Regions from separate parts of the Mus musculus genome. Here region 1 is linked to region 2. Evidence: chromatin contacts called from public Micro-C data. All regions are on one chromosome and are shown on one strand. The core of a region is the stretch at or near the end of the contact, and the rest is flanking DNA. Distances in the headings are between cores, read along the strand shown. Region 1 has its middle 28 kb from the start of Gm31529. Region 2 overlaps Hmg20a (high mobility group 20A).

Region 1 (3,382 bases), core at 267-2,766, 87 kb after region 2:
CAAGCATGATTCTTCAGCCCCAGCTCCTCAGAAAGCTCTTGAATTCTAAAGACCCATAGGCATTGTGGACCTGAAAGTGAGATCAGCTGTGGAAATACCTGCCCTAAGTCACACACACACACACACACACACACACACACACACACACACACACCATATACCTATACCATAACATACACACACACACACACACACACACTACATACCACCCTCCCACAACCCCTCACACCACAACACTCACACAAATATCATACACACACACACACCATACCATACCACCCCTCTGCACAAAATGCCATACCCCTTCCCTACCACCACCCCACACATGTACCCCATATACCATACCCCTCCCTCCTCATCATACACACACACACACACACACACACACACACACACACACACACTTCTTCTTTTTCTTTTTCTTTTTTTCTTTTCTTTTTTGGTTTTTCGAGACAAGATTTTTCTGTATAGCCCTGGCTGTCATGGAACTCACTCTGTAGACCAGGCTGGCCTCGAACTCAGAAATCTGCCTGCCTCTCCTCCCAAGTGCTGGGATTAAAGGCATGCACTACCACTGCCTGGCTAGACACACATGAGAATGCATACACATACCACGCACTACCCTCCCACAACCCCTCACATAACAACACCCCCCAAAATACCATACACACACACACACACACACACACACACACACACACCACACCACTCCCCCACCATATACCATACTCTTTCCCTATCACCACACCACACCACACACATACCCCATGTAGCATAACCCTCCTTTACCACACCAACCGCCCCCCACAACACACACACCCTACGCGTGTCCCACCCTCTTCCTGGGTTCCTGGCTGTGTGCTCCCCCTTTCACCCCCAAGCCTGCCGGGCTTGGATCTGCTGCCCTCCTCAGCATCTGGTTCCTCCTCAGGATGTAATGCTGTTGCCCCTAGCAACCGAGTTTCAGCCTGATCCTCTTCCCTCCTCCCTCTTTCTGGACCTCTGCTTTCTTCCTCCCTTCCCCCAACCTCAGAGCCAGTGCCCAGACCCAGAACTCTCCCAGAAGATCATGTGCCAGCTTAGTGACCAGCGAAGCTCTCTGATCTTCCCAGTTTGCTAAGCAACTGATGACCACGGTCAGTACTCTACCTGCCTGGCTGACTTGGAACTAAGGTAGCTGAAGACTAGTGCTGGAGGCACGAGGGGTGTCCTAGACTTGCAAGTGGGGCTCTCTGCACACCCAGGCACAGAGTCAGCAACTAGAGAGAAGGCGGTTGACTCCAGAGATAAGAGAGTTCCCCGGCCAGGAGGTATGCAAGAAGAGGCTATCTAATGAGGATGGTGCTGGTATGGCTCAGGGCATTAAGACAGGCAGCCCTCACATGCCTGGCTGTCCCTTTCAGCCATAGTTTTTTGTTTTGGGTTTTTTTTTCTCTTCCTGTCTCCACAGTCCCTTCTTTCTCTACTCTCTCGCCTCCCAGATGAGTCGCAGAGAGGACAGCTTAGGGAGAGGCTCTTGGAGAAAATGACATCATCAACTTCAGGGTAAGCCCAAGGCTGGGAGCAGGGAGACATAGCAGGACATAGCAAGACAGTGGCCACCAGACCCAGCACTTTCCTGCCTCGCTCCTTTCTTTTCCAGACACCCATAGCTACCCTGCTGCCCTGCCCTACTCTCTCCCACTCGGGCCTCCTGAATGGCCTGTGGTGTCCAATCTGCCTGTACCCCTCTCAGCCTCCTCATACTCTTGCCCGGGTCCCTGCACTGCTTCTCCCTCTCCTGCGGGATGCACTGCCCTGCCTTTCACCAGGATTCATCTGAGAGGTGCCTCCTCCAGGAAGCCTCCCTTGACTGTCCAGGTTGCTTGGGGTATGCCTCTGCTGACCTTCTGTCCTAAGCTGTTTGTCAGCTTTCTCATCCTGCCCAGTGGTTACTGTTTGGTTACAAGTTTCTCCTGATGGCCCCCGGAAGGTCTTCTTCAGGCCAGGAATTTTGTGTCCATGTTTATTAACAAATACTAAACAAGACTAGTATAACAACACCCTTCCTCTCTCTGGGTCTGTTTCCCCATCTGGAATGTGAGGGAGACAGGCCAGGGCAGGCTCCTATTGAATAGCCAAAACCAAGCTGTTAGCAGGGTCAGAGACCATCTGACTCAGCTTCCTGTCCAAGTCACAGGACTGAGCAATGGGACCTTGAGCAGTGAGTGACAAACACAGGAGCTATGGGGTCTGGTACAGACTGAGCCAGTCCAGCCCTCGCTCTGGGGTCCCTGGGGCTCTGCTGCCCTCCAGTGGCTGGAGGCCCCTGGGCACTTAGAAGCCTTGGTTTCTGACTATCCCACATACATCTAAAGTATCATAGGGCATATGGTGGGGCAGGGGCATGTCGTTGTCACCCAGAAAGTTAGGAGCAGTTACCAAAGCAGACCTTGGGGATCCCACACCCCAGCACTTCCAGACTCTGAATGGGGCATCGTTGTTTGTCAAGAGTCAAGCCTTGGTGTGGGGGTGGGGGGTCTCCGCACCTGTCACCTCAACTTTGTCATATGGTAGCCTTTCTCTGACAGCCATCGTTCTCAGCACAGACTTCGCTGACCCTTTGTCTAGTGCTCTTCGGCTCCTGCTCAGGGTCCTTCCAGCTTCAGTAAACAGTGTTGGGGGGTTGAAGGGTGCCTTAGTCCCCTCCCTCCTTAATTAATAAAATACTTAAAATAATGGCAGCCGTCATGATTGATGGACAGGGCCTAGCTAATTACCCTGGAGATTAAAATGACTGTTTCTGTTTAAAAAGGCTGCAAATGAGTTAATTATTTCCTTTGCTCACCTCTCTAACCTTGTTACACTTCTAAATGAATAGCAATATTGATCTTGGAACTGATTTTGGTGTTCCACCGCCCGAGCGGGTTTAATTAGGGTTTGAGCACACTGCAGCGCCTCCTCCTTCTGACCGGGGAAATTAGCCTTGGGTTTTACTTACATTTCATAGCCGTGTCCTCCACACAAACAGAAGGGCTGCAACATGGCAGTCGACGCCTGCCAGCTCGCCGGCTTGGCGCTGCCCTGGCTCTCAGTTCTGCTCTGTCCAGAGAGGCCAGCGCTGACCCTTGCCTGTGATCTCTTGCAACGTTCTGCAGGAAGGCCCTTGGGAGTGGCTCATTTTTGTCTCCTCTGTCACACCTGCAGGCCTGCAGGCTTGGATGTGACAGGGAAGGGTCCAGTATGGCTTGGTGAGGTGGGGGCAGGTCTGAGACCTAGAGCTGTCATGGTTACACAGCTCTGGACCTTGATGGCAACCGAGCTGAATAAACAGTTCTTTGTCCCTGCTCAGCTCTTCCTCACAAGCCCAAGACCCCTGTCGTCCATCCTCACCTCGGCCTCC
Region 2 (3,420 bases), core at 237-2,736:
CTGCCACTGAGAAAATGAATCTGAAGCCATATGGGTTGAGTAACACAAACTTAAGAGAGTGCGGGGTGGGGGTAGGGGGAGGGGTGGAAAGTGTGTTCTCTGAACTTCCTTTGTTTATGTGGTCTGTTTATATGTTGTTAAGGTTGTGTTATCCAGCTGTCCCCCTACACTTCAAAAACTGACTTAAGATATCTGGAAAACACTCTTAAGAAGGCCATGTTGACACAGTGAGGAAAAAAAAAAAAACACTTAATTTGTTCTCTGCCAAATAATATATCCCTTTAGGAATGTGGAAATGGTGCCAAAAAGCTTCAGATGCCCAGTTCTGAGGCTCTTGGAAGGCCAGTGACTTCTAGGGACACTTTTAGAAATACATTGACCAAGTCCTTTTTAGGCTGGAGGCTGTGTGACTGTTAGACTATGGTATCTCTCTCTCTTTGTGGGGAAGGAACCAAGTTAAATGAACATTATTAACACTGGATTGGTAACCTCTCGTCTGGTCTTAAATAATATGAATTAAAACTTAGGTATATGTGAGTTGGGATCATTCTAGAAAACAAGTGGAATTCTCCAGTACTTGTTAGAGCCATTCCACTGTAAAAAAATACCTTGTCTTGAAGAAACTGAAGATGCTCTCAAGCTTCTGCACATGGCATGAAGGCCTGCCTCCTCTGCCTCCAGGCTTCCTGTGTGCCGGAGTTCCCAAGATAAATAGAGAAGCTTCTTTTGTCATGTTCAGCTATGGATGGATCTTGGTCTGCTAAATAATACGTTTAGACGTGAACTCAACTAAGACAAGAAATAAAGCGTCAGTATTAGTGTTTGGGAATTAAACCATCGAGCGGTGTGAATGTGGGGCGGCATCACCTGCAGCTGTTCCGATTCCCCCCCCCGCCCCCCCCCAGGATGAACACTGGCTGGCTCTGGCTGCTGTGCTGGCCTTAATCGCCCCTCCCCAGTAGCACGGAGGACTGCCCAGGGCCGCCTCAGTAAAATCCCTCCTTCACATCTCAATTCACCCACTGATTGCCGCCTTCTCTCTTGAGTGCTTTGCAGTTCCACTTAAGGGGCTGATGTTTGGGGTCACTATTGAGTGTTTTGTGTGAATATCACTTTCGTGATGAATTGGCGGCGGCTGCTGCTTTTAACTGTATGGGGTGAAGCCCTCGGTGGTAAACCTTGAAAGGGAAAAATCCTTCTCTGTAGAGATATGCTAAATGAAATTACTCTCTTTGTCTCTTTGTCCTTTTATCCTTGCAGTCCGATAACCTCAGGCTCCTGTGATTTATATGTTTTCTTCAATTAAGCCGAGCTGTTTGCTGGACGCAGGTGCATGCTATTCGTGCTGTGCGTTGTGGCAGTGAAGTGGTGCACGTTTCTGACCTGGAAGTGTGGTTTCTCTGACTCAGAACCACATCAGTGTGCCTTCCGCCCTCTGCTTCCTTTGCACTATTTCCTTTTTGAAGGGCTCGGTTTGTTGCCATGTAATCCGAGCATGATTCATGAGGGACTAAGAGCTGGTAGTGTTGTAATAATAATACTGCGTATAGTACTTCTCCAAACGCTTGCTGTCGTAGCCTGTTTATGAAGTACTTTCAGCTTAATCCCTCTCAGTAAGTTAAGTCAGTTAAGCTTTGTAAGTTAAGTCAGCAGTTTTGTCTCTGTCCACAATGGTGAAATCTTAGCTTGAAGTGATTGGCTAAATATCTTGCTCAAGGTTTCAGCCCCTCTAGGTCACTCCACCTAAAAATCTCTACAGGAAAGGAATGCTTTTGATGGCCTGGGGAGATGGGGCAGTGGGTAAAAACACTTGCTGCACAGACCTCACAGTGGAAAAACAACCTCTGACCTCCACACAAAAACCGTGGTACACACACACACATGCAATGCACACACAACAATAATAAGTTAAAGTTGTTTACTTTCTTAAAGAACACTTTAGAGACACAGACCATATGAAGCCCAAGAAGAAGGAAAGCCAAAATGTGGATGCTTCAGTGCCTCTTAGAAGGGTGAACAAAATACAGGAGGAAATATGGAGACAAAGTGTAGAGCAGAGACTGAAGAAAAGGCCATCCAGAGACTGCCCCATCTAGGGATCCACCCCATATGCAGCCACCAATCCTGGACACTATTGTGGATGCCGGGAAGTGCTTGCTGACAGAAGCCTGATATGGCTGTCTCCTGAGAAGCTCTGCCAGAGCCCGACAAATAGAGAGGCAGGTGCTCGCAGCCAACTATTGGACTGAGCGTGGGGTTCCCGATGGAGGACTGGAGAAGGAACTGAAGGAGCTGAGGGGGTTTGCAACCCCATGGAGGAAGCATCAGTGTCAACTGGCCAGACCCTCCCCCAACCCCCACTTAGCTCCCAGGGATGGCACTACCAACCAAAGAGTACACATGTAGAGACCCATGGCACTGGCCAAATATGTGGCAGAGGATGGCCTTGTTGGACATCAGTGGGAGGACTGGCCCTCAGGCCTGAAGGTGTTCGATGTCCCAATGTAGGAAAATGCCAGGGAAGATAGTGGGTGGGTGGGGGAGCACCCTTATAGAGCCAGGGAGAGGGGGCATGGGATAGGGGCTTCCGAAGGGGAGACCTGGAAAGGGGAAAACATTTGAAATATAAATAAAGAAAATATTCAATGAAAAAGGGGGAGGAGGAGGAGGAAGAAAGAGGGGGGAAGAATGGGAAAAAACAGTTTAGAGCATGAATAAAAGATTTTCCAAAGTATGCCATGCTTATTAAAACTGGGCTTGTTTACATTTATTTGTATGATGTGTAGTGTATGTATGTGTCGCGTATTCTCATGTGTGTACATGTGCACACATTTGTGCATATAGAGAAGACCATTGGGTGTCCTAGTCTGTCAACTTCTCATGAATTCCCTTAAGACAGGGCTTCTCACTGACTCTGGAGCTCACTGTGTCAGCTAGCATGGCTTCCAGTAATTCCCAGTGACTCTCCAGTCTGTCCCCTCTCCCCAGCACTGGGTTTCTAAGTGTGCTGCAGGGCCATACCTAGCTTCATACTGAGTGCTGAGGATTAAGATGGGCTCCTGGTGCTTGTACAGTGCCTGCCACTCTTACTTACCCTACGCCATTGTTGTAGCCCCCAATGTGTTTTTCATCTGGTTAGTTGATAAAGCCATAGTTAAAAGCCCCTTAACCACAGAATTTAAACTGATGTGTCCAAGTCAGGAAAACAGACATTTAGGTCAGTTTCTATTCTGTTGCTGATGTAATAAAGCTAAGAAAGGCAGGCCCTTAAATTAGTGGAGCTTGAACCAGAAGTAATTAAGCCATTAATTTTTTTTATGATGATCTCTTCCTTGCAGGGAGATGGAGAGCTTGATGGCCAGTTCTACCCTGCCGCCCCTGTTTGCAGATGAAGATGGCTCCAAGGAGAGCAATGATCTG

The links. A called contact is a pair of places that touch in the nucleus more often than the background predicts.
Region 1: a Micro-C map of muscle stem cells shows a contact between it and region 2, with 8 times the contacts expected there. The contact joins two enhancer-like sites. A contact is called at or near these places in 5 of 484 Hi-C or Micro-C datasets (CD8 T cells, the HL-1 cell line, embryonic fibroblasts and 1 more), 2 of 115 datasets of contacts at active chromatin or transcription factors (embryonic stem cells and pancreatic cancer cells) and 1 of 9 other capture datasets (embryonic stem cells).

The regions. Positions count from the first base shown.
Region 1 is chr9:56,550,780-56,554,161 of GRCm38.p6, forward strand. No RefSeq gene overlaps it. Among named protein-coding and RNA genes, the nearest start is that of Gm31529, 28 kb to the right of the region's middle. Within about 2 kb of position 1,517, at least 150 of the 459 cell types and tissues checked have an H3K27ac peak or open chromatin away from gene starts, as enhancers often do. A contact at or near this core is called in CD8 T cells, the HL-1 cell line, embryonic fibroblasts and 2 more, where this site is marked.
Region 2 is chr9:56,464,020-56,467,439 of GRCm38.p6, forward strand. It overlaps Hmg20a (high mobility group 20A), which reads left to right. Exons shown (of 10, transcript NM_025812.3): 2 at 3,339-3,420. The coding sequence starts at 3,343. Among named protein-coding and RNA genes, the nearest start is that of Hmg20a, 47 kb to the left of the region's middle. Within about 2 kb of position 1,487, at least 178 of the 459 cell types and tissues checked have an H3K27ac peak or open chromatin away from gene starts, as enhancers often do. A contact at or near this core is called in CD8 T cells, the HL-1 cell line, embryonic fibroblasts and 2 more, where this site is marked.